Linked DNA regions of Mus musculus: regions 1, 2, 4 and 5 are each linked to region 3. The links are chromatin contacts, called in public HiChIP or PLAC-seq and promoter capture Hi-C maps. All regions are on one chromosome and are shown on one strand. Each heading gives the region's core, a stretch centred on a gene start, on an enhancer-like site or on the middle of the called end of the contact. The rest is flanking DNA. Distances are from core to core; before and after follow the strand shown.

Evidence for each region. Promoter capture Hi-C pulls out the DNA fragments that hold promoters and counts their contacts. HiChIP or PLAC-seq counts read pairs in DNA pulled down with a chosen protein or histone mark.
Region 1: a promoter capture Hi-C map of the HPC-7 cell line shows a contact between it and region 3. The contact joins the enhancer-like site here to the promoter of Anxa4 in region 3. A contact is called at or near these places in 10 of 39 promoter capture datasets (the 3T3-L1 cell line, 3T3-L1-derived adipocytes, the C10 cell line and 7 more), 2 of 484 Hi-C or Micro-C datasets (fibroblasts and sperm), 5 of 115 datasets of contacts at active chromatin or transcription factors (bone marrow-derived macrophages, embryonic stem cells, large pre-B cells and 1 more) and 4 of 9 other capture datasets (adipose tissue, liver, macrophages and 1 more).
Region 2: an H3K27ac HiChIP or PLAC-seq map of bone marrow-derived dendritic cells shows a contact between it and region 3, with 2.3 times the contacts expected there. The contact joins the enhancer-like site here to the promoter of Anxa4 in region 3. A contact is called at or near these places in 3 of 39 promoter capture datasets (3T3-L1-derived adipocytes, HPC-7-derived erythroid cells and embryonic stem cells), 1 of 15 datasets of contacts at CTCF or cohesin (pro-B cells), 47 of 484 Hi-C or Micro-C datasets (the 63-12 cell line, the AML12 cell line, B cells and 21 more) and 8 of 115 datasets of contacts at active chromatin or transcription factors (bone marrow-derived dendritic cells, bone marrow-derived macrophages, embryonic stem cells and 4 more).
Region 4: an H3K27ac HiChIP or PLAC-seq map of embryonic stem cells shows a contact between it and region 3, with 6 read pairs. The contact joins the promoter of Gfpt1 here to the promoter of Anxa4 in region 3. A contact is called at or near these places in 8 of 115 datasets of contacts at active chromatin or transcription factors (the NIH/3T3 cell line, effector CD8 T cells, embryonic stem cells and 4 more) and 1 of 9 other capture datasets (macrophages).
Region 5: a contact with region 3 is called in an H3K4me3 HiChIP or PLAC-seq map of bone marrow-derived macrophages, with 3 times the contacts expected there. The contact joins the enhancer-like site here to the promoter of Anxa4 in region 3. A contact is called at or near these places in 10 of 39 promoter capture datasets (the 3T3-L1 cell line, 3T3-L1-derived adipocytes, the C10 cell line and 7 more), 4 of 15 datasets of contacts at CTCF or cohesin (CD8 T cells, the NIH/3T3 cell line and embryonic stem cells), 22 of 484 Hi-C or Micro-C datasets (B cells, B-cell progenitors, LSK cells and 17 more), 15 of 115 datasets of contacts at active chromatin or transcription factors (CD8 T cells, bone marrow-derived dendritic cells, bone marrow-derived macrophages and 9 more) and 2 of 9 other capture datasets (adipose tissue and liver).

What each region holds. Positions count from the first base shown.
Region 1 is chr6:86,947,381-86,952,866 of GRCm38.p6, reverse strand. Aak1 (AP2 associated kinase 1) reads right to left here. Exons shown (of 16, transcript NM_001378654.1): 8 at 3,222-3,325; 9 at 2,007-2,086. Among named protein-coding and RNA genes, the nearest start is that of Nfu1, 60 kb to the left of the region's middle. Within about 2 kb of position 3,931, at least 21 of the 459 cell types and tissues checked have an H3K27ac peak or open chromatin away from gene starts, as enhancers often do. A contact at or near this core is called in the HPC-7 cell line, bone marrow-derived macrophages and microglia, where this site is marked.
Region 2 is chr6:86,546,884-86,552,594 of GRCm38.p6, reverse strand. All of the region lies in intron 3 of 1600020E01Rik (RIKEN cDNA 1600020E01 gene), which reads right to left. Among named protein-coding and RNA genes, the nearest start is that of Gm38676, 21 kb to the right of the region's middle. Within about 2 kb of position 3,419, at least 124 of the 459 cell types and tissues checked have an H3K27ac peak or open chromatin away from gene starts, as enhancers often do. A contact at or near this core is called in Th1 cells, Th17 cells, bone marrow-derived dendritic cells and 6 more, where this site is marked.
Region 3 is chr6:86,792,023-86,797,272 of GRCm38.p6, reverse strand. Anxa4 (annexin A4) reads left to right here and starts at 3,689. Exons shown (of 13, transcript NM_013471.2): 1 at 3,689-3,764.
Region 4 is chr6:87,041,237-87,047,187 of GRCm38.p6, reverse strand. Gfpt1 (glutamine fructose-6-phosphate transaminase 1) reads right to left here and starts at 4,342. Exons shown (of 19, transcript NM_013528.3): 1 at 4,183-4,342. The coding sequence starts at 4,189.
Region 5 is chr6:86,919,857-86,925,434 of GRCm38.p6, reverse strand. Aak1 (AP2 associated kinase 1) reads right to left here. Exons shown (of 16, transcript NM_001378654.1): 2 at 303-421. Among named protein-coding and RNA genes, the nearest start is that of Aak1, 73 kb to the right of the region's middle. Within about 2 kb of position 3,359, at least 17 of the 459 cell types and tissues checked have an H3K27ac peak or open chromatin away from gene starts, as enhancers often do. A contact at or near this core is called in CD8 T cells, bone marrow-derived macrophages and regulatory T cells, where this site is marked.

The sequences.
Region 1 (5,486 bases), core at 2,682-5,181, 160 kb before region 3:
GTTAAAAGTGCTGGCTACTCTTCCAAATGACCCGAGTTCAATGGCCAGCATCTTCACAGAATAACTCACGCAGTCTAGAACTCCAGCCCCAGGGGGTCTGATAACCTCTTCAGACCTCTGTGGGCACCTGCAATCACATGGGCATACCACCACATAGACATACATAAATAAAAAGAAATCTTTTTTATTTTATAAAAGGGGAGCTCTTTACAGTAAAAATCATGCAGATGAGTGACCTGAAGCAGACAAATGGAAGAAATAAACAAGTTAGAGACTGTGATAGGAACACTACTTCTCAAATACATAAACTTTTGTTTTCCACAATAGTAAGTTTTTGGTTGGACACACAGTCATCTGAAGAAATGATCACATAGCATAGACTCTTTTGTAACCTGAGATGGCCAAGCAACAAGCTCTGGCTGCAGACAGAACAGAGCTGATGACTATCTGGCACTTTCTAGGAGCCTTAAGAGATAATGGTCTCTTTGATTATTCCTTGATTTTGCTGCTTTGAATATAGATGCTGCCATATTAAACCATAAGGTCATGATTATGGAGAGTAGGAAGCATGAAGAAACCTGGGACCTGGAGCTTCATGAAGCAGAACTATCCGACCAGCTGTGGTGGTCTGCATAAAATGTCCCTGACAGTCTCATACATTTGAACACTTGGGCCTCAGCTGGTGACACATTTGCAGAGGTTTGGGAGGTACGGCCTTGCTGAAGGAAGTCCGTCACTGGGGGGTGGGCTTCGAGTCTGAAGGCCTTGCTTTCTTTGCAGTTGCTGTCTGCTTCATGCTTGATCTTGCTCCAACTGCCGTGCCTGCTGCTTGCTGCTGCATCCTCATCATAATGGACTCTAACCCCTCAGGAACCACAAGCCCAATCAAATACTTAGCCCTGTAAGTTGCTTTGGTTATGGTTCAACTGATAAAACCATGTACTGCTTGTGCAGAGTTCAGTTCTCAGTGCTCATGCTGAGTGGCTCAAGACCTCTGCAACTCCAGCTTCAGGGGAGCCAATGTCCTCTTCTCAACTCTAGGGGCGCCTACACTCATGAGCGTATAAATCTGCTTGCACATCCACATTTACAATAATAAATAAATAATAAATACGTCTTTAAAAAGACTCTGTTATCTAGTCTCTTGTTTACATTGTTGCTGCTAGCATTTCCTGGCCATGAGAGGATGGTAGGAAAAGAAGAGGCAGAGAACCTCCTACTCACCCTCAGAAATTTTCATCTAAAATCCATGTGAATATGTCTGGTAGACCCTGAGCTATGACAGGTGTGAAAAACAATTTAAAACAAAAACAAAAAACCCAGTCCAGAGTGCCCTGAAGCCTGTCTTCCTATAGACTGCTCTCAGGTCCAAATCCCAGTGCAAGGTCTCCAGGAGGAACTTCTCTTCAGGCTGCCCCTGGGATGAGGACCTCAGCCGCCCTTCCTGAAACGGTATAGTAATCTGGGTCATATCCACCCACTTGTCCCCTTCCGCTCTGAAGGGAGACTTGTACCTTCCAACTATCATCCCAGGCTTTCCTGGCCTGTCCCTGTCCCTCTGTCTTGGTCATCTTCCTTTACTCGTTTAATCCTTTCTTGGAAGACCCTAGGTGACTCCAGTAGGCTAGGCTAAGACCTAGGGGGAATCTCTTGATGGACTACTTCCCTAATGTGACTGGAGCCAGGGAAGAAAGGAATGTAGAGGGCTAGGGGGTGAACCTGGTTACCCACTAGCTTGGAGATAGAGTAGAACAATTCTCTACGCATTAACATTATAGTCTGGCATTATCCCAGAAGGCCCCTGTATCCACTGCCATACAATGAACACATCTGTGAGGCTCTTGATTGCTTTCAAATGTAGATTTTATTGTCTCTCCCTGGGGAGAGCCTCTGCACAGGGAGGAAGAGCTCCCTCTCCTTTCTCCTCCCAGCCACACAGGGCTCCAGCAGCAGGCAATGGGCTGCAGCTGGCATTAAACACATGCAAGTTTGGGGGCATTTCTTACCTGGCCTTTGGCTGGGTCTTTTTCACAGCTGCTTCACTGGCTTTCACTGGTTCAGGAAGTTTTGCAGGAATGGGAGAGTTCTAAAAAGTTGAAAGAAAAAAAAAAAAAAAAAGCATGTAGATTTCATTGTAAAGAAAAAGCTGTCTGAGGCCAGATATGATGGCCTATGGCAATAATCCCAGGACTTGAGAGGTTGAGGCAGGAGGATCATGAAATCAAGGTCAGCCAGGGCTATACAGTAGGATCCTATTTTAAAAATAAAAATTAAAACTCCAAACAAAGAATAGCTAGTTTAATCAGGGCTAGTGGAAGTAGCATCTGAGGTCTTCTAACACGACTTCTTGGCTCTCACTTCCCTGTTAGAGGGAAGGGAGGCTGGACAAATGCATGAGATGCATCAAGGAAGCAAAGTGCCCAAAAAGAAAGAGAGAAGCAGGGTGAACAGGGCTTTGCCTCAGGAAAACAAGGCACCTCACCACTCCAGGAAACACAGTAGACATCACTGAGTAGACTCAGTGAGCTGTGGAAAGGGGAACTTGGTCACTCTCCTCAGAGCTCAATCTCCAGGCACTGGAGTGGAGGTGGGGGTTGTTATTGTTCAGTGTACTTGTCCCAGGTTCATAACTAAATTCCATAGGAAAATTGTACTCTCTTTATAGCAGCTGCTTTGCTTCAATGTCCCAAGTGAATAAAGCAAGGGACATTAATATTCATTGAATCTAGAGATTAATACCCACGGTGACCCAAGAATAACAATTTCATGACGTTTATTTCCTTTAAATAGCACCATTTTCATGAGCCCATCACAGCTGTGGTTACATGCACCAGGCCTGCCCAAGATCAAGCTAATCACAATTCCAGGGATTCCAGAGACCCCACATCTCACTGAAGAACTACAGGTAGCTGACACCTGCTGCTTGAGAGTCATTTTTCTCTGTAGATGCAAGAACAGTCGGCAGCCAGTGCTCAGGCAGACAGCCCCACACCTGTGGGCATATGGGCACAACTAGTTGGATTCAGTAGATGATTTTTAAAGAAGAAAAGGAACTGACAGGAGCCTGGGAGAGGAGAGGTTAGGGAGGTCCCGGGGAGTTAGAGGAGGGACGGGGATGGAGTCAATCAAATGCACTGTGACAGGAGGTATGAAGTTCTCAAAGAACAAATAAAACAGCCTTAAAAATTACAAGTCAGTTTTAAAAAGCACTATTCACATACCTGTACATTTGGAACGGGGCATTCTTTCTTGAGTAGTTTAAATGAGAAGTATGAAACCTGGTAAATATCCGGCCTTTTGTCAGGGTCTGGTTCCAACATATACCCTAAGACAAACATACACGCACTTACTTCATAACATCCTAACAACTGTTGTATCAGCTATATAACTGAACTTTTCTACTACCAAGTTGGGTTATTTTAAGATGCAATTTTCAGAAAATCAGACAGTTCAATCAGCCCTTTTCCTAGCAGAGGAAACAAGAAATAAACTCCTTGAGCTGTAACAAAACCTTTGGGGTTCATACCCTGTACCTGGATTATCAGGGGCTCAGCTTCTCAACATAAAAATGAGCAGCTTCAGATTTTAAGACTTAGAAGGTGCCAAGGCCATGCATATGCTTTCTACCTTCTTACCTCTGCTAAACAAATAACTACTGACAAATACGACCAAATTCAAACTTTATGAACTCAGGGTTTGGTGGTTGACACTCCCTGGGTCTCTCTCCAGGTCTAAAGTACAAACTCACGAATGGTCTTACTACTCTTGGAGATACACGTGTAAATATATGCACAATACATAAAGGCACTTTACTGATTAAGTAATGAATGACCTAGACACTAAGTTCTGAAAAGATCTGTGAGGCTGAGGCCTTAAATGGCCTTGCTGAAGAGACAAGACAAGGGTTAGTCACAGTAGAGCAAAGAAAGAGGAAGTCCAGGTGACAGGACAAAGCCAACAAAGGCAAGCTTAGATAAAGGCCAGAAAGTGAGCACTGCTACCTGGAAACAAGAGCCCAGGAGCCCAAAGGACAGTGCAAGATGGGTGCCTGGGTGGGACAGAAAAGGAATGTGAAAGGTCTCTAAACACCATGGTAAGAATCAGGCCTAACTGTGGGACCACTGACAAGCTCCTCAAGTTTATTCAATGGGACATGAGAAGGTAACATCTTCTAGGAATAAGCCATGGGAGGGATGTGTTGGAAGAATGAAGAGAGAGAAGCTGGGGCAAGGCAGCACGCCATGATCTGCTGAGTTTGTGTAGTACTGTGGTGAAAACCACGACAGCTGCTGAACTCAGCACAAACTTAAAGAGACTCGACATGGCTGAGGTCATGGCGGGTGCCTCCCTCTTCCTTGCTCTTTCAGACCCAAAGAAAATCTGTGTTATCTATCAAGGCCTGGATGGCAATACCACTAAGAAAGTGGAAAGGGACAATCTGGGGAAAGGAGCTGGGGAGGCAACAAGAGGCTGAATTTGAGGCTTGCAAGTTTAGAATCTGCAAATAGCTTACATGCTAAATGGGGTTTGGACAAGGTGTCAGCATGACAATCACTCATAAAGAGCTGGGTTTTTCAACATGAATTCACTGATGCAGATGTTAGAAAGAAAAAATGGCTGGGGGGGGGCAGCTATCAGTAACACCAAGATCAACTGTTCTCCAATACCTCCCCCATACTTCCTTCCACACCTTCAGTGCTAGCACAGACTAGATAGATAGGCTTTGCCTATGCAAACAATCTGGCATCCCCAAGGGCAACGTTCCTATCCTTTAAATACCCTATCCTCCTATTCATTGAGAAAAGTGTCACAGTGGAAAGGACAGTTGTGAAACCAAAAGAACATTGTCAACTTGAGTAAGTCATTCAGCTCCCTCTTGTATGAAACAGAACAATGACCCTAAAAATCTACAAGTTTTCCAGGCTTGGTGGCACATGCCTTTAATCCTAGTACTCAGGAGGTAGAAGCACACAGATTTCTGTGAGTTCAAGACTAGCCTGGTCTATGTAGTAAATTCCAGGACAGCTAAAGCTACATAGTGAGAGCCTGTCTCTAGATAAGTTAGTAAGTAGGCAAGTGAATAAGTAAGTACCCACCAAACCCACAGATTTTGAGAACTGGGTGAGGCCCAGGTAGCCCCAGCACAGGTCAGATGCTCTATCTCACTTCTCTTTCTCTCAGGACGGTCCCTGCCCAGGACTCAGATTGAGCAGCTCAGGATTTATGGACTACGAGGCTTTTTCAGACTTAGCCAGCATTTTTATGGACGACTTTTTTCCTTAGCATTTTAGTACATGCTCTGGTACAACACTTACTTTTCTCCCATCTGGTTAATGGATGTTAGTACATATGCTGGCTATGATAACACAAAGAAATAAAACTCTCTGGAATTTTAAAGAGGACACTCAATTTAGATGCTTCTTGTAAAAATCTAGTGATAATCTAAATGAGAGGAAAAACCTGGGCCCGTGGAGTTATATGGTTTT
Region 2 (5,711 bases), core at 2,170-4,669, 240 kb after region 3:
GAAATCAGAGGGGAGAAAGGCAGAGGCAGAGGCAGAGGCAGACGAGGCTGTGTCATTGATCCCTGTGGTTATCCATGACCTGGCCTGAGATGTTTGCCCAGCCCTCCTTACCCTCCATCCACCATGCTGTTCTCAGGAGACCTCAGGATTCAGCCCCCTCTATTTCCTATCTTGCTGACTACTCCATTCTCTCAGCCATCCAGGAAAGCAATATCCTATGTTTGGTTTGTTTTGTTTTCGTGTTTTTGTTTTTGTTTTTTTGTTTTGAAACAGGGTTTCTCTGTGTAGCACTGGCTGTCCTGGCCCTGGCTGTCCTGGAACTTGGTCTGAAGACCAAGCTGGCCTTGAACTCAGAAATCTGCTTACCTGTAGTTCCTAAGTGCTGAGACTAAAGGTGTTTGCCCCCACCACTAGCATACTTGCCTTATATTCTTATTTTATATGTATGAGTATTTACATGTATGTCAGTGTACCACACACTTGCAATGGCCATAGAAGAGGGCACCAGATCCCCTGGAATTAGAGTTACAAGTGGTTATGAGCCACCATGTGGGTGCTGATCACAGAACCCAGGTCTGGTGCAAGAGCAGCCAATGCTCTTTTACTTTATATGTCTTTAAGCACAAGGTATAAGCTAGTTCAGTCTCCTCCACTCAGTAAGCCCCTTTTGGTTGTGAACTTGGTATTTCTTAAACACCGATTCCCCTTGAGGCACCAAAAAAGCTATTTAGTAAGACCAGCTTAATTACTGATATTTTGAGTCTGTTTCCCTTCCTCAAGATTCCTGTAACATTTACATTCTCCATAGGGCCCACACTTCTTAGAAGTTGCAGCTTTTCTATCCTCACAGCAGCTGCATGTGCCACTCCATATGTGTAAGACATATGCTCTTCAACTGTGGAAATATGGCGCCACCTCTACTGCAAAGTTCCAATAGTCATCCTTCCCCTCTGTTCACTAGTAGAATTTATTACAATTTCTAATGATTTCTTCTTTAATTCTGTGTCTATGTAAGTAAGTGTGTGCACAAGCTGGTGTGGGAGTCCATGAAAGCCTAGAGCTAGCATCCAAGTGCTTATGAGCTGCTAGGAGTAGATGCAGGGAACCAAACTCATGTCCTTCCTCTGTAAGAGCACTGAGCAAGCACTTCACTAATGAGCCATGTCTCTAGACCCCTGGTTACTGTTTCAAATACAATATTCTTTTTTTTCCTTTTCTTGAGACAGTTTCTCTGTGTAGCCCTACCTATCCTAGAACTTGTTCTGAAGACCAGGCTGGCCTCCAGCTCGGAGAGATCTGCCTGCCTCTGCCTCCTGAGTGCTGGGATTAAGTACCCCCACCATCTGGAAATTTCCCAATTTTAAGGAATACTCCCATCCTGACTCTTTGTCACGTTTTGTCACGTCAGACTCTCTGCCTGTCCCAAGCGGCGAATAAGCAGCTCTGACTCCCTCAGAATCCTCTAGGGCTCAGCACTTACTCTGGAGTCACTGACTCAGCCTCGCCTGCTCCTCTTCAAGCCTTGTTTTCTCCCAAGCCACAGCCAAAGCTCTTAACTGCTGAGCCATCTCCAGTCCCCTAACATCTCAAGCAGAGACGTAACATCACAGTCTTCTCAGGCTGATGCAGTCACCATGGGTACAGCAAAAGGGACAGAATGGACAGGACAACCTTTTTTCTAAAAAGTAACAAAGAAAAATCCAGACAACACAATAGCACACAACTCTCTAATCCCAGCATGTGGAAAGTAGAGACAAGCAAATCTCTGTGGCCTAATCTACTTAGGAAGTCCAGGGCCAGCCAGGACTGCACAGTGAGACCCTGTCTGAAAACAAAAGAAGACTGGATGCACAGACGGAGCCAACTAGAGGTGACTGCACCAGCACACATCACTCAGTGCTCCCTGACCACTATAAGCATTTTAAACAGCATTTAACCTAAGGAATTAGAAAACCAAGGCATAAGGCAGGGGCAACAAAGAAGGCAAATGTCTAGACTACTGAAGGTCAGTTCCAGTGCGTGCCTAGTGATCAGACCAGGAAGGGGAAGACAGCATGTCTAGTTGCTGCTGGGCTTCCATATCAGAGGATGGGGTACCAGAGAAGGAGCGCACTGTGCTTACTATGAATGCAAGATACCTGGGCTGGTGATGCAGTTCAGCGATAGAGCACTTGCCTAGCATGTGTGAGCACCTAAATTCAATCCCCAGCACTGAAAACAGAGAGAGAGAGACAGAGACAGAGACAGAGACAGAAAGAGAAACAGAGAGAGACAGAGAGACACAATAACCACCATTAAGTTCTCCCTGTGAACAACTGGAGACTGTAAATCACCCACGTGTAGGTGGTAACTGAAGCTGGCTGAAGGCTGAGATCAATAAACTCAGAAGAGAAAGCCAACATTTAAATCACAGTGAGCATCATCTAGAACAGAGAAACACTTTCTTGTCTCTCAATAGGAAAGTAGCTAAATAAAACACAGCACTATCCATTTTATGAAATGCTACACAGTGGCCACAAAGAATGAAATGACTATTTACTAACATGGGATACTGCCAAGGCCCAATTTTTGTTGTTTTATTTCGTTTTGTTTTTGAGACAGAGTCTAACCTGAAGCTTGCTACGATATAGATCAGACAGGCCTTGAACTTACAGATCTCCCTGTCTCTACCTTCCTGAGTGCTTGGACAAAAAAATGTACTCCACAGGGCTGGAGAGATGGCTCAGTGGTTAAGAGCACCTGAATTCTCTTCCAGGGGTCCTGAGTTCAATTCCCAGCAACCACATGGTGGCTCACAGCCATCTGTACTGAGATCTGATGCCCTCTTCTGGTGTGTCTGAAGACAGCCACAGTGTACTCATGTTAAGTAAATAAATAAATCTTTAAAAAAAATGTACTCCACAATAGTGGCTAAAGGCCCATTCTTGAGACAAAGTATCAGAATGGTATATAACATGTCATTTGTGGAGATAAACTTTAAAGACATAAAATAACTTTTAAGTGTTTTCTGGGTTTACACATTCCAAGGACACATTCTCTCCAGGGAACAGGAATAAGAGAAGGAGTCAGAAATTGCTACATTCCATATAAATTACTAACTACCAATCATCCTGGTGTTTGTGGTGCTAGGGATCAAGTGCTTCACCACTGAGCTACACTCTGTCCCCAAAGAGAATGAGCCAGGGAACAAGGCTACCCTCTCACCCAACATGGCCTTCATGGTTAAATATGGCTTTGCACCTGCCCACATCTGAACATATTAACATAGCCTCCCAATGCCATACTTTCTCCTGAACCTCTGTGCCCAGGCTTGTCTTGGATCTTTAACTGGGACCACTGAATGTGGAAGACAAAGGAAGACATGCCAGCATGCAGAACAAAAGCAGCTGCCATTGTTCCAGCAGAAATCCTAAAGGGAGGATGGTTCTATGCTGCTAAGAAATGAGCCTGGGGCAACCTAGTGAGGTCATGGGGTGAGCCAGTCTCACTAGACAGAGTTAAATGAAGAGTTATGTCCTGGTGAGACGTTTATGGTGAAGGGCAAGGACAGCAAAGCAGCAGAGAGAGGCCAGAGACTCAGACAGAAAGGAGGTGAGGAGGTATTATGGGGAGACAAGAAGCTGAGATAAAACCTTTTGCAGTAGCCAGGTGATGGTGGCACATGCCTTTAATCCCAGCACTCAGGAGGGAGGTGGATCTCTGTGAATTGGAGGCTAGCCTGGTCTGCAGAGAAACCCTGTCTCAAAAACAATAAAAAAAAACAAGAAGCTGGAGAGATAGCTCAGTGGTTAAGAACATTGACTGCTTTTCCAGAGTTTCTGAGTTCAATTCCCAGCAACCACATGGTGGCTCACAACCATCTGTAATGAAATCAGATGCCCTCTTCTGGTGTGTCTGAAGACAGCTACAGAGGAAAGAAAGGAAAGAAAGGAAGGAAGGAAAGAAAGGAAGGAAGGAAAGGAAGGAAGAAAGGAAGGAAGGAAGGAAGGAAGGAAGGAAGGAAGGAAGGAACGAACGAACGAAGGAACGAAGGAAGGGAAGAAAGAAAGAAAGAGAGAAAGAAAGAAAGAAAGAAAGAAAGAAAGAAAGAAAGAAAGAAAGAAAGACAAAAAACCCCAAACACCTTTTTTGTAATAAAGCATGATGGTATACACCTGTAATCCTAATACTAAAGGCTGAGGCAGGAAAATCAGGAATTCAAGGCGAGTCTGGGCTGGCTACAGTAGCTAAACCTGGGGTAGGGTGTTGGGGGTGGGAGACGTCCTCCTCTGGAAAGCAAGGCTGCGGTTGTGCAGCCCTCTGGCGACTGCACTCTTAACTTTCAGCTTCCTGAGCAAACATACTTGGTTGTTTTCCTGGTTACCCAAAGCAATGACACTGCTCAGTCCTTACCCAACAGCTGATTCACTACCACTTCTCAAACCACAGGCTCACTTACCAGCTGGCTCTAAGAAAAAACAAGTCGGTGTGAACTGTCAAAGTCCTCTTGGACCTGACCTTAGCCAGGAGAGCAGGTTTCATTTCAAAACTGAAAGGACTGAAGGACTGGGGAAATCCAAAGCGCGCAAAGACCAGGAACAGGTGGTTCCCATCAGAAGAGTCCCCAGCTGGAACGCAAACAGAAACTAGACCACTGATAAGACACGGTTTACAGTGTCTGTCTCCAAGCTCTGGCAGCTGATTAGGTTGTCAACTATTTACAGCAGGGCATAAACACACTTATCCCACTCCAGTCTACTCAATAACTCTTTTCTCCAAAGCTGAAGCAACTTTCTGGATTTATTGAGTTTGAGAATTACAGGGAGGATCCAATAACTGGGACATCAGGGCAAAGGGATCCAGAATCCTTCAAATGGGCCACATTTTGAGTATAAAGAGTTATTACTACCTCTTCCTGATTCCCCATTAATGGGTGGCAAAATTCCTGTCTCAGTAAAAACTTTTCAGTTTATTCCTAGTGACCATTTGCTGTGAAGTGACAATACCAGAGGACAGCTCAGCAGGAGTTGGGTTATATGCCTGAGGTTCCACTGTGGCTAGCTGTGACTCAAGACATGTCACTGCACTTTTCTGGGTTCAGTTTCAGTTTCCTCACCCGTAACATAAGAAGACTGGGAAACATCTGTACCAAGAAAAGTTTTAAGTTCTTAATTCAAGGCTACTTTTTAAAAAAGCACACCTCAGGGCTGAAGAGATGGCTCAGTGGTTAAGAGCACTGACTGTTCCCCCAGAGGTCCTGAGTTCAATTCCCAGCTCACAATCATCTGTAATGGAATCTGATGCCCTCTTCTGGTGTGTTGAAAGACAGGGACAGTGTATTTACATACATAAAATAAATCTGTTTTTTTTTAAGGCATACCTTACCACTCTATGAAAAAATTCAAGGCATAAATAAAATTCACAAGCTCCTAGCCATAATAGGCTGCTGCTTACAAAGGACTGAGGAAGGGCCAGTTTAGGCCACTGGCACATGCTGCATCACTAGGAACCCAGACGCCAGAAAGCTACTCTATAGACTGTGATCAATAGTAAAGAATACTGAACGCGGTGAAGACACTACTCACACAGGGCCCAAGTATGGTGAGATATGCAGATAATCCCAATACTTAGCAGGCTAAAGCAGAAAGATGTAAGCTCTGAGGTCAGATTACATAAGGAAGACTCTGTGCAGACCAAAAGATAGACACACACAAAGAAAAAGACATCAATAG
Region 3 (5,250 bases), core at 2,440-4,939:
AGCCTAGACAGTAAGTTACTGGGTCTTCTACAGCGTTCTTTCTGGTAACCCTGAACTTCCGCACAGGATATCTGACTTTAGGTGGCTATGGAATATGCAGGTTCTCTGGTGGATGGCACCACTGAGCGCAGTCCTCCACTCTCTTGTCATAGTGCCTGCCACGTTGCTCAACACATGAAGGAATCCTCCAGGTTGGCGAACATAGCTAGCCTGCTCTTGCAATCAGCCTCTGTTGATGGCACAGTGGCAGGAAGCATTGGGCATGCCTAGCCCAGCACTGTCCAAATGCGGACCCACAACATCATGAATGTTAACAAGACAGAAATAAAGTGGTCGCCGTTTTAAGTAAAAGTGTCAGGCTGCCTTTGACCGCCAAAGTACCTTGACTGAATCTGGCATCCTTCTGGAGAAGGCCCTTCCAATCTTCCAGCCTTCTACCTGGGTGAAAGAGGAGAGGTGACAGCTGAGCAGAGGGGACAGAGCACCAGCTGCCACCTGAACAGATTTCCGATGGAGAGCCTGACTTCAGTCTTCCCTGGATATCCGCTTTCAGAGGCATCTGGTAAAGCGACCGAGTCCTTCAGAGCTCAGAAATGAGGTCACATTTCACGATGCTTCTCGGCTTTCTCTTGGCACTGGGCTCTCCTTTCTCAGGCTGATTAAGACAGTTATCACCTGGCTTTCTGCTTCCCAGTTGCCAGAGAGGAGTTAGTCTTGAGAGATGCTTGTTTATGTCGTCTAGGGAGTGGATCTAGGGTCTTGTGTATGCTTAGCACGTGCTTCACCACCAAGCTACATCCCTGGGACTATTGATAGGTTTTTGGTTTTTTTTTTATTGTTTCTTTGAGACAGGGGTTCATGTATCCCAGGCTGGCCTTGAACTTGCGATGTACCCGAGGATGATCCTGAATTCCTGATCCTTCTGTTCTACCTCCCAAGTGCTGGGATTACAGGTGTGTACCACCAAGCCCAGTTTTGTTGTGGGAAAAAAAAGTCTACTCTTGCTTTCATTCAACTTCAGGAAAATCTGAAGTAAATACTGTTAGGTCTCAAACCCTGGGGCACACAGCTGAGGTGCCTACCTAACACATTAAAGTAAACTGGGGGGCCAGGTCCTCCCTGCACCCCTCAAACCCTGCCTGTTAGAAGGTCTTCCTGGCAGGCACACCCTATCCTCTACTCTGAATTCTCCAGCCCAGGGGTTGGGTGCCTTTTCCTGTATAATCCAACCTTTTGATTACTCTGCTCTCTTCTGGGCAACCTGGACGCTGCACCTAGTTCTCCTCTCTTACTTCTCCCCCTCTCTCCACATGGCTCAGGGTCCTGTCCACTCTGACACTGGCTATGCTCTCCCACATACCATACCTATAATAAACTTACTCCTCCACCATACCTAGGAGCTGTCATGTTCTTTCCTTATTATTTTTTCTTTTCCTTTTTCTTTTATTTTTTTCATTCATCTGCTACTGAAACCTGGGCGTGACATAGATGAGTTCCCTCCCCTAAGGAACTCCTCCCAATCAAGCCTGCTGCTGATCTGACTCTCCTAAGGTATGCCATCCAGGAGGGTGCCTGACACAGGTCGGGACAGGCAGGATGCAGTGAGAACATGGCAGCCAGCGTCTGTTAAGTAACTTGGCCATTTGTTCTGGGCTTGAAATCTAACAGATATGTGTATTTATTTTGGTATTTAAAAATGTGTATGGGTGTTTTTGTCTGTATGCATGCATGCCTGTGCACCACTTGCATGCCTGATGCCCATGGAGACCAGAGGAGATTGTTAGATCTCTTGGAACTGGAGTTAAAGATGGTTGTGAACCACCATGTGGGTGCTGGGAATTGAACCTGGGATCCTCTAGAAGAGCAGTCTGTGCTCTTTTCATTCATTTATATATATATATTCTTCGAGACAGGGCTTTTCTGTGTAGCCCTGGCTGTCCTGGAACTCACTCTGTAGACCAGGCTGACCTTGAACTCAGAAATCTGCCTGCCTCTGCCTCCCAAGGGCTGGGATCAAAGGCGTGCGCCACCACTGCCTGGCGCTCTTCTCATATTTATAAAAAAATTATTGTTTTACTTTATGTATACAAGTACTTTGTCTGCAAGTGTGCAGGTACATCATGTGTGTGCCTGGTGGTGCCTAATTTTGATATCTTTAGTGTGAAGTCTGAGTCCTTAAGTTGAACAGCTCTATTCATTGTTTTGTCGCTCTGGGTTAGATCAGGTCCCCAGAAGTAAGACAAGATGCAGATGCCCTGTTAGTGCACTCCTGGGCATTCCCAGGAGAGCCTGCCATCTGTTGGAAGAAGTCGCATGTCACCTGTCAGAGCTCAGAAAGAGTCAAGACTCCTACTGGAGGTCAGCCCTTCCCTGATCCCAGACCTCAGATCCCAGATGAGCCTGGGTCAGATGGAGTCCTGGCCTTTGTTTCCCATAAAAGACTCAGGTGGGGACTAGCACTGAGTCTTCCCCGAAGACAGGTCTTCAATTCCCAGCAGCCAAGGGATCCTATGCTGGTGTGTAGACATACAGACAGACAAAAATCTGTACACATAAAATAAGTAAAATGCACACGTATTTATATGTAATAGTAAAAGCCTCTGTCTGTGGCTTCCCTACCTGGGCTAGGGCAGACTTTGGGAGAAGTGACATCAGAGGCCTGTGGCCTGGTTGCACTTGCTATAAAGATCAGCTTAGCTGTGGGCTAACTACAGTTCCTAGACACTAACCTTTATCCACCCCCCACCCCACCTCCCCTGCATGTAATTACTTTTAAAAGGATACAATAGTCTTGAATCTTCATTTTGTCCTTCCTATTACCATGATTAATTTTGTCTTCCCTTGTGGAAGCTTAGAAACATATAGACTTTGGAACATGAAAAAACAGGCCCAAGTCTAGATCAGCCTTCCTCCTCCTGACCCCCTCAGCCTTCCTCCTCCTGACCACACAATAAGCCACCTCCTCTAGCTACAGTTGCTGATACAATTTAAAATAATGACCACCTAGGTTTTGGTTGGCTAGAGAGCAAACACTGCCCAAAGCGACCCATTCTTTGTTAAATGAAATTGGAGGTTGCCTGTGGAGCCTCTGTTGCCTGCACCTGCCTCTGTTCTTCAAGCATTCATTATCCTTGTAGCAAGAGGCATGTGCCTCCGTGTCCAGCAAGGAGCCAGAACCAGGCTGGCTAGCAACCAAGAAATGCTTCAGTTGGAAGTTTAGTGGGAAACCCAGAGTTGCTTCTAACCCCGGTCCCAACGGTGACCTGTACCTGTCTCCGAGAACCCTTCCCCTGACTTTGAGGATTGCATCTGTCTTCTTTAAGGGAGGCGTGCAACTGCTGAGAATTTTCTGGAACGTATGTTATAATGTGAAAGGAGGACATGGACTGTGTCCTCAGATGTCACGTTCTGATTTTTCAAGTTACACTCTAGACTGGAGCGCCGAGGCCCCAAGTACGTTGTGCGACCCCAGCAGGACGCGAGGCTGAGACCCTGGGAGTCTGGTTGTGCAGGGTCAGGGTCCTGAGTGGGCTCGCTGTCCTCAGTGGGGTTAAAGGCCGAGTGCGTGATCTGCCTCAGGCCCCTCCTGGTGCTGGGGGCGATTCTCGTGCTCTAGCTGCGCTTCTCCGGGGAGGGACTTTCCTGTGGGCAAAGGGACAACCAGGAACTTGGGCTCAGTCTCCACCCCGAGACTGGGCGGGTCCTATCGGCCGGGACGAGGGTGTGGCATTCGCCGTAGTCTAGAGCCTTTCTCCGCACCAGAGGTAAGGGGCTTAGGGCAGTGGTCCGGACCTCCGCCGCGGGCTCTGGGGTCTGGGTGTGGGTCCTAGGCTCCGGGCAGGTGTCCTAGGCTCGGACCTGGAGATCTAGACTTCATTTGGGGAATCCTAGGCTGGGTCGCAGCTGGGGCCTGGAAACCTGAACTTAACCTCGGGATCCTGGGCTCGCCCGCTGTCCTAGGCTTGGACCTGGGAATCTTGGGCTCCTGCCGGTTGTCCTAGACTGTGGCTGGGGATCTTGGGCTCAGGGACCGGGTGCTGTGACCAGAGGCGGGTTCTTTGGGCCACTTGGCTCCGCGCCCTGGAAGCGTGAGGTCCCGGACCGGAGCAGCCACCTGGGAAACGTGGGGAGGAGCAGGCAGTGCCGCACGGTGCACAGCACTCCTGCAGTCCTTTGCTGAGTCAAAGCCCCCCCGGGACTCCGCACTGAGGATAAGCCACTGAGTTAACATTCTCTGAAGCTCACTCCAGCACTACTTGTGTTGCCTTTTCTTTTTGCAAGTAAGTTTGCTTTCTCGTCTTCTTAGGGCGCTCCTCGCCTCTCTTGTAGCGAACGGTCTCCACACAGTGCCTGGCGCCCAGGAATCATCTTATTCTTAGTTTTTATTCTGTGTCTGCCTGTGTCTACATTTTAACTTAGTCCTCGGTGCTTTGACCAGTTGGAGACTTTGGCGCCTAAGACAATTGGCGGTTTAACACTTTGCTGGCTCAATGTGCACCTCAAGGGTATGAAAGCCTCCATTTACTGGAGGAGCACTCTGGGCCTTAAGCAACTGCGCCTTTCATTAAAACTGGGCACTTTAGTGGATGGTGGAAGGATGGATAGGATGGCCGGTTGTTACCTATCCCTCTGCCCATCATTCCCAGACTCACTGTTTCCTTAGGTGGGAAGCAACTCCATTTATGGCCGTGAGTCCCTAGAGAACGGAGGAGAGAAGAACAAGAAGAGAGGACCAGGCATATATTCAGTTGATAGCGTGCCCCCAGCACACCAGAAGCCTTGGGTTTTATCCTTGGCTCCAAATAAATCAGGTGTACGTTTGCCTTTGAGGACAGTTTGGAGAAAATGACAGTCCCAACCCAAGCAACACCCTTTTGGAAGCTTCCCGTTTTAGATTTAAAAGGAATAGAATCTCATACTTCAGGACAATCGGTAGTTCAGGGTAATATTGGAGGGTAGTCTGGACTATTCGAGATCTGGCCTTCAAAAAAAGAAAGACCCAGCCAACAAAAAACCAAAACCAACACAAGAGTAGTAGGTAGGGGCTGGAGGTCTTGGTTCAAGAACACTCGATGCTCCCAGTACCCACTCCAGATGGCTCCCAACTGCCTGAAGCTCCAGATCCAGGGTGTCTGACACCCCATTGTGGGCTTGGAGAACACACACACACACACACACACACACACACAATTAATTAATTTAATGCTTTTGTAAAGAGTGTGCAGGAGAGGTTGAAAACTAGATTGAGAT
Region 4 (5,951 bases), core at 3,093-5,592, 250 kb before region 3:
GAAGGAAAAAAGAAAAGAGGGAAGGGAGGGGGAGGGGAGGGGAAGGAGGGAGGGGAGGGGAGGGTGGGCGGGAGGGAGGGAGGGAGGGAGGGAGGAAGGAAGGGAGGGAAGGTGAAGAGAATCCACCAGTTATGATTATGATATCATCTTCGATCTGAGTAGCGGGGAAGAGATGACAAGCAGGCAGGGCAAGTCCACAGAGACACTCATACTCACATGGTGGCCTCCTAGAAAGAAGTCACTACTTCAGCTCATAATTTAAGGTCTTTTGTCTTGTTTAAACTTCCCAAAATGCAGTCCTGCGTAAAGTAACTACAAAAGTTTAAAGTCGCCCTTTTGTAATTGCTGCAGTATTGAAGAGTAGTTATAAGCAGATTTCCTACCCCAAATCATTCCTTCTCATTAACTGTCTGAGCCTTCTTATGGTGCCACATCATAATATGTAATAGACATACCATACTTATATGACCACATCTCTAGTGCGATGTTTCTTTATAAAGGCAATGCTACATTTAAGACTTATACACACTAATCCTTTATCATAAATATATTCATATTATAACTATGCAGCCACATTTTACATGTAAGATCTCTTTTTAAAAAAGAATAATGTTTTGAGGGCTAAAGAGATGGCTCAGAGGTGAAGAGCATGTTACTCTTGCAGGGGACCTTGGTTCTGTTCCCAACATCTACATGGTAGGTAGTTCACAACCATTCTAAGTTCAGTTTCAGGAGCTCCAATGCCCTCTCCCGACCTCTGTGGTACCAGGTAACCATTTAAGCATTATCTCAAAAAAACAAAAACAAAGACCCACAGTTCTCAAATTTACTTCTACTTACACTGACTGAAGATGAACAACACCACTAAAGGTGACTGCCTCCCTTGTCACTAGTCTCTGTATCTCAAGGTAAGAATCCTCCCGTCATTGGAGCATTCCAGGTCTAACAGAGAGCAGTTACAAAGCTCTCCTGTGCCTGATGGATTTCAGATTGCCTCAGATAGTACTGTGACAGCACCTGCAGCCATTATATCTGCATTCATTTTGTTTCCTCAAAGACAACTCTCTTGAGTCTTCTCTCAAAAAGTGCCACCAAGCACTTCATCACCTTCATCACCTTCTGACCCTTTCTAGGTACCGGAAAGTTACAGTTGAAAATCCCAAGCCCCAGGAAACAACACTAAATATTGCTCAATGCTAAAGAAGGATAAGTAAAGGCCTCCTAACTAAAAGCTTTATATATATATATATATATATATATATATATATATATATATATATATGAGCCCAACAAAGTTACTAGGTTTAAAGGTTTCTAGAACCTTTAGTCTTGCTAATTCTGGATCTCTGGGAGAAGACTATCACAAACAAGTATTACAAAACCCTTCCCATCTTCTTTTGCTCATTTCTATTAACCCTGACACCTATTAAGCTCTCCCTTCCCCAGAAAATGTGTATCAAACAAGTTCCCTCACAGCTCACAGCTTCTTCATATCCAGTGTGACTTCTTTTTTTTTTTTTTTTTTTTTTGGTTTTCAAGACAGGGCTTCTCTGTGTAGCCCTGGCTGGCCTGGAACTCACTTTGTAGACCAGGCTGGCCTGGAACTCAGAAATCCGATCTGCCTCTGCCTCCCCAATGCTGGGATTAAAGGCTTGCACCACCACGCCCGGCTGCCTCCAGTGTGACTTCTAAAGAGCGTAAACAGTATGTATTTACAAGTCACCCTAGCAGCCAGTCCCAGCATCCCTCAATAACCTTCAGGTAAGTATCTCAAAAAAAATAAAAAATAATTTTAAAAAAGGCAAGAATCACTAGTTTAAAAAAAAACAATTGAAAATAGATACCTATTCTCTGGGAAATATATAAAACTAATATAAAAAAGTGTTACTGGGTTCTAGGACAACCAAGCCTAACACAGAGAAACCCTGTCTCAGCAAATAAAAACAGAAATGCCTCAAATACCGTGTGCTAGCATATTGATTTACTTATTCTTCATAATCAGTGAAACTCAGTGTAATAGCTGCCTTGCACTAGCAGCCACTCTGACTAACAGTTCCTCCTTTCTTATCTGAGCTTCATGAACTACATCCGATTCCTTTTTCTTTTTGTTTTATAGTATACAAATACTTTTCTTCCTGGTACAAGATGAGGAAATAACCTGCAACCAGAATGCCAGGTACTTGCCTAGGTACATAACTCATCACTCCAACATAGTTTAACTAGCTGGGTGTGGTGGCAGAGTCCTGCCATCCCAGCCCTTGGGGGCAGAAGGAGGATCAGGAGTTCAAGGTTATTCCCAGCTACAGAGTGAGTTCAAAGCCAACCCAGGCTAGTGAGAGTCAGTCTCAAAGAAAGAGAGAAAACCGTTAACTACCAAACACAGCAAACTAGTAACTAACCAGCTTGAAAATTCACTACTCACAATTTGAAACTAATTTATGAATGTTTTGTAAAACCAATCTATTAAACAGTAAAAGTATAATTAATTATGAAGTCAACTCTAATCCAGTAATTCCATGATGTTTAGAATTCTAAAATCTAGAATCTCTAAGCTTAAGCCTGCTCTTCATTTTCAGAAGGCGAAACGATTAAACACAGGAAAACACACACTGAGGACAACCTACCCCTTCCCGAGTTCTTACAAGTGAAAGACTACAAAGAATGTTTCTCACACAGCTACAAGTCTTACAATACCTCTTTCTAAAATGTGTTCTTTCTTGGGAACCAGGCACAGTGGCTCATGCCTAGAATCTCAGCACTCACGAGGCTGAAGGAGAACTGGGATCTAGACCTGCTTGAGAGACAGCGTGGGACACTATTTCTAAGAAACAAACGCTCTTTAGTCTAGTGGTCATTGTCGGTTTTAAAAGGAAAGGTAAAAATATAACTTTTTAAATACTACTAATGGCTCATTCCCATTTTACAATATTATTAGTGGTATCATATATAATTCTCATGGTATCTTTTAGTAACACTTTTTGATAATGGGGGGCGGGGGTGAGGGGTAAGACAGAGTTTCTCTGTGTAACTGTGCTCCAGCTGTCTTGGAACCAGGTTGTACTCAAAATCACTGATTTCCACCTGCCTCTGTCTCCTGAGGGCTAGGATTAAAGGCGTTGTACCACCACCGCCCAGCTAAATAAGAAGCCTTAAAATATGGAATAAAAGAGCCTGTTTTTTTTAATGGTTGTAGTAAAGACATATGTTAAACAGGTGTACATGCATGATGTGGGATCTTTAGCCAGGACTACTACTCTCTCTTCCAACAAGATCAGCTCTGAGCCCATTTCATCAAGTTATTGATTTAGTAATGGTTCCTGTTGAGAGACTTAAGAGTGGCAGAAGTCATGTGGGGTATCACTGTCAGTGCGTTGGCTTGAGTTCTCGCAGGCCTGCCTAAAATAAAGTGACTAGAATTAAGTATTTTTAAGACTGCAAGATAAGTAAATTCAAGAAATGCTACCAGCCAGGAGTGGTCATTCATACTTATAATCACAACACTTGGAAGGCTGAGACAGGGCAATGTGAATTACAGGCCAACCTGGGCTACCAAGTGGGACCCAGTTACAAAGAGACAGAAAAAGGGGATTTGGGGGGTGTGGCTAAGGGAAAGAGTACTCACTCACTTGACAAGCTGCCTTTATGAGTTTAACCCCCAGTACCACACAGCATGTTCACAGGTCGCCTCACTCACCTGGTGGACCTTCCCCTAGGCATCCCTCCATACTTGGTCTCACTTTGAGCCTCACAGCTCTTCTAAGGTAGGTATTCATCTATCCTCTGAGCTCTATGCAAAGGTGCCCCTTGAACGCTCTGATACCCTCCCTGGCCCACCCCACCCCCAATCCTCTAGCCCCTTTAAGTAGCCTCTGACTCCTAGGGCCCCCACAATCTCCTCTGCCGGTCCCTCTTAAGCACACTAGCTCCGGCCGCCCCTTCAACACCGGAATCCCCATCTTAGAGTCCCTGCCTCACGGACAGCAGCCTTTCTCCCCAGAGACCCTTCTCCTTCCAGATCCCGGCTCCCCTCAGGACCCTCAATCTCCTCGGGATGCCCGCTCCACAAGCCCCCCTTCTCTTCAGGACCCCAGCCCCAAGGCCGCTCTGTTGACACGCGCTGTCCACCTCTGGCTTCACTGCGCGGGCCCTGCGGCCACCACACACCCCCATCGCTGCCCTTACCGCACATGATGTTGGTCACGGGCGAGGGCTGAGCTGTCGGGCGCGCGGAGAGCTTCAGAAGCGAGGGTGAGCTCGGGCCGGGGTGGTGGCAATGAGAGGACTCTGGGATGCGACAGCTCAGACCCGACAGTCCGACTCAGCGCTCGCTTCGCTCTCAACTGCCGCCCCGCCCCCCCCGGCCACGCGCGCCGCCGCGGCTCTCCCATTGGGCCGCGCCCGCGCCGCTCACGCGCAGGCATCGCCCGCCCAGCGCGCAGACGCAGAGCTGCGGGTAGCGACGTGGCAGGGGCTCGACCAGCATCCGCTTTAGGTTCCTGGAGCCGCCCGCTGAGGGCGAGCCGAGCCTCGGAGGAGGAGGAGGAAGGGAATGTTTACACAGCAGTTTGTGTGTTTCAAGGGGAACGGGAAGGAGGGAGACAGAGAGAAAAGCTGTAGGGCAGGAGGGAGAGCCTGGGACAGACGTGTCAGTGTGCAGAGCCACGGTGGCCGGAACTGCGCTGCTGGCGCAGAGGTGCGGGAGCCTGCAGGACGCCCTCGGGCAGCCATTCCGGTGACGACCTGAGCTGTAGGCAAGGTGCTCAGCGCCCCACTCCCTGCCTTCCTCACTGTTCTCTGCCTAAGGTACCACTAGTCAGTAGTCCCAGCACTGCGCCTGCGCTCAGGGAAGCTGTGGGCACGTTGTACTCGGGATCGCTCTTGTCGCGAATGAACTCTCCGTTGAGAAAAGAGGAGTTAGCGGGGCGTTCCCTTTCAGAAGGTTTAAATAATACCTTGGAGCAAAAGTAGCTGGTTATCAGCCCGCACTTGATAGCTCTAACGGAAATGAATGAGTAGGGCCCACAGAAGCACTCTCAGCCAGAATCCCCTTCCTACTGCTCCAGCATTCAAAACTGCACGCCAGGGTTATTCTACAGAGTCCCACATCACATCCTTGCCACTTTTAAGTGTGACATCTTTAGGTCTCCCCAAGATGGTTTTAACATCTCATCCTTTGATCTGTCTCATACAATAACAGACTTCTTTGGTTTTTTGTTTTTTGTTTTGTTTTTTGTTTGTTTGTTTGTTTTGAGACAGGGTTTCTCTGTGTAGCCCTGGCTGTCCTGGAACTCACTCTGTAGACCAGGCTGGCCTCGAACTCAGAAATCCGCCTGCCTCTGCCTCCCGAGTGCTGGGATTAAAGGCGTGCGCCACCACGCCCGGCTATAACAGACTTCTGTATTAAAGGTGGTTTTTTTCCTCTCCCCACTAAACTGTTAAGTTCCTTTATGATAGAGTGAGATTTTTTTGTTTGTTTGTTTGGTTGGCTTTTTTTTTTTTTAATAACCAACACTTGCCTAGTCATAGACCAGAGCAATACGTGGCAAATTAAAACTGTTCTGGTGGCTGGAAAGAGTGATAAAAGCCTTATAGGCTTGTCCTAAGCTCTTTGTATGTGCAAGGAAGCAAAGGCTTTTCAGTTTTTTTATCGCCTATCTCAAATAGAGGCTAGAAAAAGTAATCAAGGAAGTATTTCTCATCTAAAAGGCTCTTCATTATTCCAAGCCATTACACAGGTCCCTAGATTACGTTGGCAGAGCTAACACAGTGACATGTTCCTTAGAGGACCTCTTAGAGACCCTCCCCTGGAAGGCGACTTGAATGATACTGCACAAGAACCGAAGTGTGGTTCTGGTGCCTTGCCTCCCTTGTTTGCTGGCAGCAAACCTGTCGATGCCACAAAGGAAATGGCAGTAGTACCAGCAAAGTGTTTCAGCTACAGTACTTTGTTC
Region 5 (5,578 bases), core at 2,110-4,609, 130 kb before region 3:
CCATCCTTCTGGACAGGCTCCACACCTAAGTGTAGTCAGCCAACACAGAACTGGACTTAACAGGTTTTAAGAGGGAAAACTCAAAAGCTGGATGGGTAGAGAGGTGAGGGAGGACCCAAGAAGAGCTGGAGTAAGGAGAATATGATCAAAACATATTTTTTTAATTAATAAAATGTGATTAATATATGTATGTATGATGTATGTATGTGTGTGTGTGTGTGTGTGTATATATATATATATATATATATACATACATACACGTTTAAAAAGAAGAAGCCACAGTCACAATGTGCAGTGCTTACCATGATCTGGATCTCCCTCTTGCACACCTGGAGGTCATGTTCATTGTTGACAAACATACGTTTCAAGGCACATTTCACCCCATTGCTTGTTCTCACCAGAAAGACAAGAGCGAATCCACCTGTGAGAAGAGCACACGAAGATGAGTCAGTCAGGAACTCTGGCTACTGTTGGCACCCCTCATGGCACTGACACTGCCACCAGCCAGGCTCCAAACCATCCTGGCCTAGACGGCATTCTGCCACTCTTGGAACTTACAGCCAGAGTCAGAGACACCCTGAATCTCTACTGAATCAAGAACCTTCCAAAGAAACTACAAGAGTCTTCTTATTAAGCCCAGTACTTCCTTTCTTATCAGAGAAGCTAGAAAATTCTCTCAGTGCTTGCTAACATCAACAGTTGTCAGTTTACTTCAGGACTCTCCTTTTCCTTTCTTCTTCCCCTCCTTGCTGCACCTCCCATTCAAGTGTAACAGGAGACTCCTGCACCTTCATTACCTGTGTCACTGAGAAAGAAGACCCAGTACAAGGGGGCTGCTCTACAGCAGGACTCACTGACCAACACCCGTCTTTCCTTTACCCAAAGACAGTTCACAATTCACTGGCAGACACTGATATAACTGTAACTGGAATGCTCAAATGCGCTAAATTAGTTCAGTCTTGGAGTTCCACACAATCTCAGAGCTCCTAACTTCTACCTCACCTCCAAGTACTGTCTGAAGTGTGCAATGCTTTGCTATGAGGGTCAGATAGACAAGGGTGGCAAACAATCACAGGTCAAAGTCTTAGAAGAAGCAGCAGTTCTTCCAAGGAGCACACAGCCCAGCTGTCTGCCTTGCACCTCCATCACTTAACTCAAATGTCGTGTTCCTCAATCCCGAGGAGCAAACGCATCACTAACTGATTCTTTACACAAGTAGGTACAAGCTGGACAGAAGCGCACACACTGGGAAGTCATGGGTGTGAGAATTTGAGTGGAGGTTGTGATAGCGTTTTGAGGTTGTATTGAGCTAGCAGCCATTTGCAAAGTTGACAGATAAGCAGTGAACACTGAGATATTAGGCCCGGGGAGGTTCACTGGAGCCATTTTGACTGCAGCCTAGTGACAGACACTTCAGTTCCTGTCCCCAGCACTTACTGACCTTATAGGAACTGTTGAAGATATCCTGGATAGGAATCTATTCCATGCAGCCAGTAGAACCTTACTCAAAGTATTGTTCCTTACTTTAATCAAAACATACATTAATCTGTAAAAATATGTAAATGTACTCAAATGAATCCAAATCCACATTGTGACCAAGACTGCATGTCTCTCTATTGCCTGTCACTACAACTACATTCTTTAGTATTTCAAGTAAACACTGAAACTTCCTATGGAATCTATAACAGCAACCACTATGTCTCTCTAATATTTTCAACCAACAACAACAAGAAAAAACCCAACCCACAGCTTTTACTTTCTTGCAATAGATTAAACTGCCCCATTATCAATTTTATGTATAGCATTTTTGAGTATTTACTTTTTTGTTTTGTTTTGTTTTGTTTTTTTCGAGACAGGGTTTCTCTGTATAGCCCTGGCTGTCCTGGAACTCACTTTGTAGACCAGGCTGGCCTCAAACTCAGAAATCTGCCTGCCTCTGCCTCCCAAGTGCTGGGATTAAAGGCATGCACCATCACTGCCCGGCGAGTATTTACTTTTTATTTTTGGTTTTCCAGACAGGGTTTCTCTGAGTAGCCTTGGCCATGCCTGAACTCAGAGATCTGCCTGCGTCTGCCTCCTGAGTGCTGGGATTAAAGGCGTGCGCCACCACACCCAGCTGAGTACTTGCTTTTTAAAAAAGAACACTCAGCATCAAAAATTAAGCCTACTCTCACTTCTTCTCCATCCCTATTTCTTTTGGTTTTTCTTTTTTGAGGCTCAGTCTCATGTGGCCTTTGCTGACCTTGAGCTGATTGTCCTGCCTCTGCCCTGGTAAATCCCAAGGTTATCAAATGTGTACCACCATACCTGGTCCACATTTCCTAAATTCCAAGATGCATATCTTTAGAATATACAATATTTAAGAGATGCAACAAAAATTAAATGCAAGAACTATATATTAGTCTTGTCTAGTAGCACATATACATACTGTAGCACCATTAGTCTTTTCTTCCCCCATCAAAAAAACCTGCTGGAACCATGGGATAGCTTACAATGTATTAGAATTGGAGAAAGTAGTTGCAAAAATATAAAACCCTCCATTTACATTCATAATTGTTTTATATACAGCCCAAGAAGATATTTTGTCAGATATTTTGAATACTTTATGGTTTCATTCAGCTACAGATTGGAAGAGCAGCACCATAAAGCCCCTCCCCCACAAACAAATCCGTTTTGTGGGTAAAGAAGTGAAGAGAGGCTTTAGGAGTTTCACAGCTAGTTGTGGGCAGAACCTGAAAGAGGTATCATTATCCTGACTGCCCCCAAACTGGTTCCCTCTACTTCATCTATCATGACAAACAAAACAAAACCAAACCAAACCACAAAATATCTCTTCATATAACAAGGCAAAGCTGAATTAAGTGGGCAAATGAGTATTTCCTTCACTGGAAATAAGTAACCCTTCATTTCATTGACAGCTCGGGCTCTGCAAGGTTTTAAAAAATGACTTACAAATATACACATTAGTTCATAGTTTGTTCATCACAGTTTTTGCCTTTCTTGCCTAAAGAGTTGATGAATGGGGGGCTGGTGAGATGGCTCAGTGGGTAAGAGCACCCGACTGCTCTTCCGAAGGTCCGAAGTTCAAATCCCAGCAACCACATGGTGGCTCACAACCACCCGTAATGAGATCTGATGCCCTCTTCTGGTGTGTCTGAAGACAGCTACAGTGTACTTACATATAATAAATAAATAAATCTTTAAAAAAAAAAAAAAAAGAGTTGATGAATGTTCCCACTCGCAAGAATTTGTATTTTAAAGGCATTTTAAGGTGTGGTGCCTAACATCCCGGAGGACAAGCCACTCCGTTCTGAAGCAGGCCATGCAGTTGCAATGAGAGATAACGGCCACCAGATGGGAGCAGTGCTGCAGAAACATGACCTCTCCAGCTAGGGCTGAAAACTCAGCAGGCCAGACCAGATCTGCAATACCTACAATCATGATAACTCTTAGAGCAAAGCAAAGGATCACTATACCCAACAGAGTCAGAGCCATACTATTAAGCACCTATGCCTATAAAAGGGTCCATGTGTAAATGGAAAAGAATCAACTATAAGATCAAAATCAAAACCTAGTAAGATTTGTCATTCTAACAGTGACAGCCACTCACAGTGCACTGTGGAACAAATGGAGTGAACTACTAGGCGAGAAGGAAAGGTAGCAGGCAGCACTTCCCCAGCACGGCCCCCTCCCCCCTCCCCAATGGATCAGGGGAACAACTCTCAGTCTCCAAAGCCAACTGAGGATGCTTCAGACAGAGTAAGAACGCATGTGGCCTGTGCTGCTCTTACTTCCCAAGGGAAAGGGGCTCCATCTGTGAAGTAAAGCAGAAGAGGCAGGAGGGTAACTTTCATACTGTCACACTTGACAAACTCTTAAGAATGTGGGCATTGATGTAATTTACAAAAAGAATCATATAGTCTTCTATTTTCCCTCAAATATACAGCACTCTGGTCTATTTTTTATATCAATCTATATTAACTTACAGAAGAGTGAGTTTCACTATGGCACAACCACACATCATATAATATACTTCTTTCATATCTCCCAACATTGTACCTTTCTTGTCCTCAATTTCTAGTTATTTGTTGAAGCAGGCTACTCACTCTAGTCTAGTCTGACCCAAAATTCCTCTTGTAGCCCAGGCAGGCTTCAAACTCATAGTAATCCTCCTGCCTCAGCCTTCTGAGTTCTGGGGTTTATATGTGTGAAATATAACACCCAGTTTTGGTTTTTTGTTTGTTTGTTTGTTATTGGTTTGTTTGTTTTTGAGACAGGGTTTCTCTGTGTAGCCCTGGCTTTCTTGGAACTTGCTCTTTAGACCATGCTGGCCTTAAACTCACAGAGACCCATGTGCCTCTGTTTCCCCAGTACTGGGATTAAAGGCTTGTACCACCACTGCCTGGCAGCCACTTTCGTTTTTAATTTTTGACCAGAACAGAAGTTACTATTTGTAACTCATTGTGAGTTTAGTACTGTGTCTATGTGGTCGGTTCCTCCACCCACCAGATCATCTCACCTTAAAACAATGCTTACCACATAGTGAAAATTCAATACTGAATTCATTTCCCTCTTAATTTTTACCATAGAGAGTAGAAAAGTGTGGCAGAGATCATGGAAAACGAAGTACAAATGGCTGTGAGGGCTGCCATCGCATGCAGGCACATGGATAATGTCCACGCATGTGCATGTGGGAACCAGAGGCAATCTTAGATGTGGTTCTGCAGGAGCTGCTTGCCTTGCTTTGTAACACAGGGTCTCTCACTGGGTGGAGTTTGCCAACTAGGCTAAATCTGGCCCACGGGGCCCCCAGAACCCTACCATCTTTCCTTCCCTAATGCTGGGATTACAAGCATGCCCCACCATGCCTGGATTTTTATATGGGAGCTGGGGATTTAACTCTGATCTTCATGTTTACACAGGAAGCACTGTACCAAGTGAGCTACTCCCATCCCCACCACCACTACCACCACTCCAATCAGCAATGTTAATTTCTAAAGGTGAGGAGATACAGGGCCAGAGATGGCTCAGCTGGTAAAGGTATCCAAAACTAAGCCTGACCAAATGAGTACAATCGCTGTCACCTACAAAAAGGAAGGAAAGAGCTGATTCCTACAGTTGTCCTCTGACTTCCACATGTCCCTCCCCAAAATGAATGAGTCAATGAATGAATGAATGAATGAATGAATGAGAAAAGAAAAATTTAAAAAACCTAAAATGGAAACCCAAATTTTATTTGAAAACTCTAGATTTAAACATAAGCAATAAGTCACATTTTATATTAACGGTAAATAACATCACTACAGAAGCTAAACACTTTACAGACTCTGAGCTTCCAGTATTCTGCCTCTGATCTAATCTAAACCCTTCATCTTACTGATATGCAGAGACAGGAAACAACATAGTAAATGTTCCAAACCTTAAAAGAATACTTGTAAGCAAACTCCAATACATGAGTATATATTGGTTAGCAAGTTCTTGCCAGAAAAGACCCAGAATTTCCATGTGGCTATTTCCCCCTACATAAAATAGACAAAGAAGGATTAAGTTCTCCATTCAAGAACACAGAGGTAATTAG